Linked DNA regions of Mus musculus: region 1 is linked to region 2. Evidence: chromatin contacts called from public Hi-C data. All regions are on one chromosome and are shown on one strand. The core of a region is the stretch at or near the end of the contact, and the rest is flanking DNA. Distances in the headings are between cores, read along the strand shown. Region 1 overlaps Nalcn (sodium leak channel, non-selective). Region 2 overlaps Nalcn (sodium leak channel, non-selective).

Evidence for each region. Hi-C and Micro-C count contacts between places; a contact is called where the count stands out from the background.
Region 1: a contact with region 2 is called in a Hi-C map of the N1E-115 cell line, with 18 times the contacts expected there. The contact joins two enhancer-like sites. A contact is called at or near these places in 1 of 484 Hi-C or Micro-C datasets (the N1E-115 cell line), 1 of 115 datasets of contacts at active chromatin or transcription factors (embryonic stem cells) and 1 of 9 other capture datasets (adipose tissue).

The regions. Positions count from the first base shown.
Region 1 is chr14:123,621,745-123,625,056 of GRCm38.p6, forward strand. The region is part of intron 1 of Nalcn (sodium leak channel, non-selective); the gene reads right to left. Among named protein-coding and RNA genes, the nearest start is that of Nalcn, 3.7 kb to the right of the region's middle. Within about 2 kb of position 1,512, at least 11 of the 459 cell types and tissues checked have an H3K27ac peak or open chromatin away from gene starts, as enhancers often do. A contact at or near this core is called in the N1E-115 cell line, where this site is marked.
Region 2 is chr14:123,460,001-123,463,459 of GRCm38.p6, forward strand. Nalcn (sodium leak channel, non-selective) reads right to left here. Exons shown (of 44, transcript NM_177393.4): 13 at 237-428. Among named protein-coding and RNA genes, the nearest start is that of Nalcn, 170 kb to the right of the region's middle. Within about 2 kb of position 2,006, at least 1 of the 459 cell types and tissues checked has an H3K27ac peak or open chromatin away from gene starts, as enhancers often do. A contact at or near this core is called in the N1E-115 cell line, where this site is marked.

The DNA of each region.
Region 1 (3,312 bases), core at 262-2,761, 160 kb after region 2:
TATATATGTATATATACATATGTCTATATAATATATTCATATGCATGTATATAGCATGAAAGCAAAAGTCAAAGAGAAGGAAGGAGGCCAGTTTGTGGGAAAGGAGGGGTAGAAAAAGCTGTGAGGTGAGTATAGTCAGAGAATATATTAGAAAATGTCCCTAAAGGAGCTAGAGAAAGTATCCAAGGAGCTAAAGAGATCTGCAACCCTATTGGAGGAACAACATTATGGACTCTAGCTGCATATGTATCAAAAGATGACCTAGTCGGCCATCACTGGAAAGAGAGGCCCATTGGTCAGGCAAACGTTATATGCCCCAGTACAGGGGAATGTCAGGGCCAAAAACTGGGAATGGGTGGGTAGGGGAGTGGGGGGGGGGGGACTTTTGGGATAGCATTGGAAATGTAATTGAAGAAAATACGTAAGAAAAAAAAGAAAATGTTCCTAAGAAACTCATCACTACTCACAATAAAAATATGCCACAGAAGTATTAATATACACTAAGGACTCAAAATTATGTAACCCTTATTATCTGCCTAATACACAGCTTTTGTACTTTACAATTAACTCACCCAATTAATTTCCAACTTTTACATTTTCCCTTCCTTTGTAGTTCTCATTTTTCCATTTTCTTTGCTTCTTCACCTGGAGTTTTCATTCCTAATGTCCTTTTAGCTCTCAGAGCTGAGAGAAGCCACAAAATTTCCAAGCCACATTTTCTCCCACACATATTACTTTTAGCTATCAACAATACTTTAAAATATCCATTCTACAATGCTCAGATTATGTTTATAAGGAATCTGCACTCAGAACCTTATTGAAGATAGCAAATATAAGTGCCTCAAAGTCTTTTTTCTCTTTATTTAACTGATTTTCTGATATTCATGTACTTCAATCTCACTGTTTTCAAGCCTTGCGTGCATCTTCTTTTATTTGAGCCTATATAGTAATTGTTCTGTAATATTTTTTTCAGAATTACCCATTTTTAGAATATTATTTTACTGTTTATTGACAACTTGGGATTGAGAGTATCAAGTCAGTCTGAAATTTGCACACATATAATTTAAAAAGAAATCAAACACTTGGTCAGAATGCTGATGAGTTATTTTCCTTCTCATTTTCAAATTCAGTCTTCACCAGGCTATATGTAGACGTTGGCTCTGCTCTATTTATTTTTCCTGGCATATGACTGCCTATTTTGATCCGTGTATTTGGATACTTTTTATCTAAAAGTGGAAAATGATCTTATTTCACTCTGAAACATGGCTGTGTTCCATTTGTGCTGTTTTCTTGGTCATGAAGAGCATGTGTGTATGTCTTTGTTGGCCATCTTCCAGACATGCCATCCTCTCTGCAGACAAAGTGCTCCTTTCATCTCTTTCCTTTGTATAATTGGATATAATTTTCCCTCTTGATCCCCCGACAAATGACTCCTTTGGCTACAGGGTTCTGGTCTTTTGTATTTCTAATCTTCTTTAGCTATGTCCCTGGAGCTCTGCACCTGCTCCTCCTCTGGACTAACTGGTTCAGTCCCTGACAGATGAGCATATTCCTTTGGGTCTAGCTCTTCTTGCCCTGGGACCTGCTGGGGAAAATGCTTCAGAAGTGAAGCATTTGACTCACTAACATCCAGTGTCCAGGGTTAATCATCACCATCCTAACATTAGGAGGTTGTTCTAGAATTTCTCTTTCTTATGTTTGTATGACTCTCCTAGAGAGAGCTGTAAACTGTAACATCTCTATGGACTCAACCCAAAGGCTTTGTTTCTAAGATCCAGTCTATGTTCCTTTTCTTCCTCAACTTGTGGGTGCACAGTTTTAAATAAAATTCCTTTGTTCACTTATTTGAAGTTTATGTTAAAAAAAGGAAAAAGCAAAACACTAGGCTGAGCAACACCCCTATTTTGCCCAAAAATTCTTGCATTTATTTACTTTTTTTCAGCTTTCGATTTTTATAGTTTTCAACCTCAGTTTCAATATAAAGGTTTAATTTTGTTACTTTGTTTTCAGGAGAATTTCTTACAAATCTAAATAGCTCAAAGGTCATAAGGTCAGGTTATTATTTATTTCCAGAGGGAATGTCACTCACACGTTTTTAAAATGTCAGGTTTATATGTAAAGCATGGAATATAGTACCTATATTTAAAATTATATTTTATGGGGTTGAAGTGATAACTCAGCTGCTAAGAATACTAAATAATTTTTCAGAAAAAAGAAACACTTAAGATAGCATTCGATTAATGTATCATTATGTTCTATGAAAAAGAAGAAGCAACAAGTAGCCAATGACAGCTGTAACAGTCTATCAGGTGAGGCTATGCTTGTTAAGGATAGTGCTATAAAGTCTTACAAAGTTTTAAAGTAAGCAAACTATATAGAAGCACTTCAAATGTTTATAAAAATAGTATGTAAAATCAATGGCATAAAGACTGATCAACATTATGACCACAGCTATGCAAAGTTCTGAATTTAACAAGGCTACTAAGGCTACTAAAAATGTAAATGTTGTACTCATTTGTATTAGGTTGTTTAAAAAAAAACTATATGGATATCTCTTTTTTCCTGTGTTTTGCCTCTATTTCCTTTATTATTTAAAATAAAAACCCTATTTAGTTTCACCAACATGACTGCCTAAACATATGTTGAACAAGGACAACAGCAATGGATATGCTATTGTAGACAGTACACCAAGAACCACTCAGGAATGCTGAAAGGAGGTTAAATGGTCTTGCACAGGAAAGAGCACACCAAGTGGCAATCCAATACCAAATGGTCAGACTACACACATACACACAAGTAACATTATATAGACTGAGTAGGTTATAATTAGTTATACATATGAATATGCATATGTAAACATGTACAATAATGAAATGACAGGCCATGAATTTGAAAGATAGCAAGGAGGAGTATATGGGAGGAATTGGGAGGAGGAAAGGGAAGAGAGAAATGATGTAATTATAATGTCAAAAATATATAAGAAATATTTAGAAGAAAAAAATATTCAAAATATTACATTGTCTGTACAGGAAAAGTTTGAAGGCACAAAACTTCTTGGGAAAGTCCTTGACATGGATGAGACTCATATGACTGGATAGGTATTCAAGTTCTAAAGCAGATACCATTGGGAGGAGGGATAATTTACAGACTTTGGAAGCAGAAGAGCATTGTTTCCAGACCCAAATGAGAATGGAGTACTCCTCACTGCTTGACAAAGCACACATGAAAATACATGGGTCCGTTCATGATAGATTCTTAGGGGCTAGGCCCATTTCTTTCCTTTACAGAACACCCAGATCCTGGTTCAATACC
Region 2 (3,459 bases), core at 756-3,255:
CCAAAAATATTGTTTCGAGAATTTTACAATCCATGTGTACACCAATGGTGCTGAAAATGTATTCAAGTACCTGTACCCTGTAGAAGAGGCTGTTCAAAATACTAAAATTTAATGATCAAGTTATCAAAGACATGCTAATGCTTTTGAACCATGACTAAAATGGAATTCATTTTATGTTAATCACCACTGCTAAAATAAAAGAAATAGATTAAGTGGGCTATATATAAAGTTCTTACCCTTGGAAAAGTGGTGAATCTGTCCAGTTCTTCGACAAAACAGAACATCTGCAAACTGATGGCTGACATAACTATCAGGAGGCTGGCAGTGAACACCACCAAGCTTCCAAGTTTTTTCCCAGGACCAAATATCTTGTACACAAAGTCTTCCAATGCTGGGGAAATCTTAATAAGCCGGACTACCCGCAGAACCTAGTCATGGAGAAAAAGACATAGATGCTAGAAACAGAATTTACAAAATTCTACTACTAAAGTATTATTTTCATGTTACCATGTAAAACAGTTACACTTTTCCATTTCATCTAGAGACTAAAAATAGCAACACAGTAACTAAGACAATCCACCACGTGGCCTACTATCTAGTGAGAAAACAAGAATTCTCAAATCAATGAATGAGGACAAATATTGGCAACTGTTTCAACATACAATATGATAATTCAAAATAGTACTAACTAGTACATACTGCTGAAATGAAACATTTTCTCAATGCTTAACACCTAAGAAAATATTTAATTCTACATTAGGTCTGCTTAATGTCTCTTGAAATAAGTCTTCTTAGGTAATCCACACTAATAAATGGGGAAGATCAGACTTCTATTAAGGCCTGGTGCAGATTCATATTCCAACATCTATTATGTCCTTCTTCTTTTAAATAATAGATCTTCCTGGGTTTTTTGGCCAAATGACTCCCCAGGGCAACAGGCTCTATGTTTTAGCCTTTTCACCTGCTTGTGCCCAATGGACTAGGTTCAGGCTTCCCAAATGTGAAAACAAGAGAATGTGCAACTATAGGCATAGTAATTCAAGCTTGCCCTAGATATATTTATTTTCCATTTCTCTGGCCTAAAAATGGAAACAGATGGGATGGTACCTATGAACCCAAACTGAAAACCTTGTAAAGACTATAGATAGTCATATCCACCCTAACTGTCTGGGTTCTATGAATATCTCATGAAACAGAGCACCTACTTTTTCTGAGTATTAACCAACTCCAGGAGAGAAACAAGCACAGTCTTAGATAACCCTTGGGTTTTAGAGCTTTTCTGTACTGCTGAACTTGTCATCTTTACTCTATAGATGCTATACATTATAATATATATTTATTTGGAAGTATTTACAAAACCCAACCCAAAGAAAATAATTAATAAATTTGTTTTTAAATTTAAAATGATAATTATGTGCCAAACATGGAAATATTATTTTATAGTACTTTATTTTATTACAAATGAGCATACATTGATAAATCACATGCACCTTTTAAGGTAATAATATAATATGATTAAGAGGTATAAATTGAGGGTTTGAAATGAGACTCCATAGTTAAGAGTACTGGCTGTCCTTGTAAAGAAGAAATTTTAGTTCCCAGCAACCCACATCAGGTGGCTCACAGACACCTGTAACTCTTGGTCTTGAGCATCTGACACACACTCTTCTGGCCTCCATAGGCATCTGTCATTCATGTACCACACATACATACACACGGGCAAAAGACTCATACCCATTAAACAACAAAAAACACCCCCTTTTAAAAAATATAAATTGGCATGTGATAAAAAGCTGAAATGAGCATCATAGAAGTATGCTGTTTTTCATCAGGTATAAGGTGTCATCATTTTTCAGGAACCTCTAATAAATAAATAAAAATGTTGCAAACTAATATATGACAAGCCATCAATCACAAGAGGCAGTCCAAATTTAGAAATACTAAATTAATAAGCTGTGTTAGTGGCTTAAATGAAACAGCATGCACAAGCATCCATAGGAGACAAGGTAAACTGGAAAAGATGGATATCTTATTTGCAATATAGTAAAGAAAAGGAATACACTTTAAACATGAGATTTTAATGTTTCACAGATATAAAATAGCTCTTAGCTTTTGCCTTTCCAGTCTCTATCTTATCCTTACTCTTGACTTCCCTTTCTGAAATCATTTCTGCTGTATGCTTTGACCGTGAGGCATAAGCAGAGTCACCCAAGGTCTATGACTCAGGCTGGCTAGGATCCAGTATCCAGAGTTATCCTCAGGAGATTTGCTAGATAACTCAATTAGAGTTTTGGTTGCTGTTCCTTGTTTATCTCTAACAGGCATCACTACAAGAACCATTTAAGGCCCAGACTTCTGGGAAGCTATCTTTGTCAACCACATGGAACAAGCCTGCTTAAGAAAGAAATGAACATAAAAGTAAATAGGTGGACCCCACAACCTTTAATCTCTGAATTTTGCATTTTTATAAAGTCTACCTCTCTAGACTTGATTCAACAGGAAATAATGATGAACCTTATTGCTCTTATGCCAGAACAGATGCACAGCTTGCAGTATGTCAAGTAAATTAATGGCATGTATGACTGAATAAGTCATGAAGATGCACCCTTAAAATATTAATGCGACACTTGATAAAACTGGTGTGAGAAATGAAGCTGTCTGAATCAATATTACACCTCATGGTCTAGCTGCCAGCTTTTCATCCTGTAATTCCTGATACATTTCCACCCTGCCTTTGAATTTGTGAACATCCTCCCACTTCTAGAATGCTGGGATCATGTGCCTGGCTTATACTTGTCTTAACTTGATCAATAGGTTTGCAATCAAGACCTTCATTGTTTTAACTATCAGGCATAGTATCTATAATTATTTCTCACAATGTAGGCACAAAATGTTCAAGCAGATGTTCAAATCCAGACACTGCTGTCCAAGAACAACTGTGACAGGCATATATAGTATACTAGTCAATGTTCTCTTATTATGACAAGAAATGTCCTTGAACAAAAAATTAAATAGATTTATTACAACTCACAGTTTGTGAGGATTTACTCCATTGTGGTGTTAATCCTTAACAGTCTCTACACTATGTGATGTTACCACCTATAGGGCTGAGCCTTTTTAGCTAGTCTAAAAAAGAATTGGTACTATTAGCCCAGAAACTCAGACATATCCAGAGATGTGTCTTAAAAATAACTTAGTTGGATCTTAATCTAATAATACTGACAATCAAGATCAACTATTACATTTGATATGCATGCTTATTTACAGATATTTTAAAACATGTTGAAAATTTTTGTACAAACTACTTCAGTAATGGTTTCTAAAGATCATGATAGGATATAAGTGATGAGGTGTTTAAGACCAAAGATGTTACAAGGACAAGCCAGAGCCATCAAAGCACCTCACAATTTTAACAGGTTCTGGTTCATTAAAGCTAAGTTACACTCTGGGTTTGTTTTT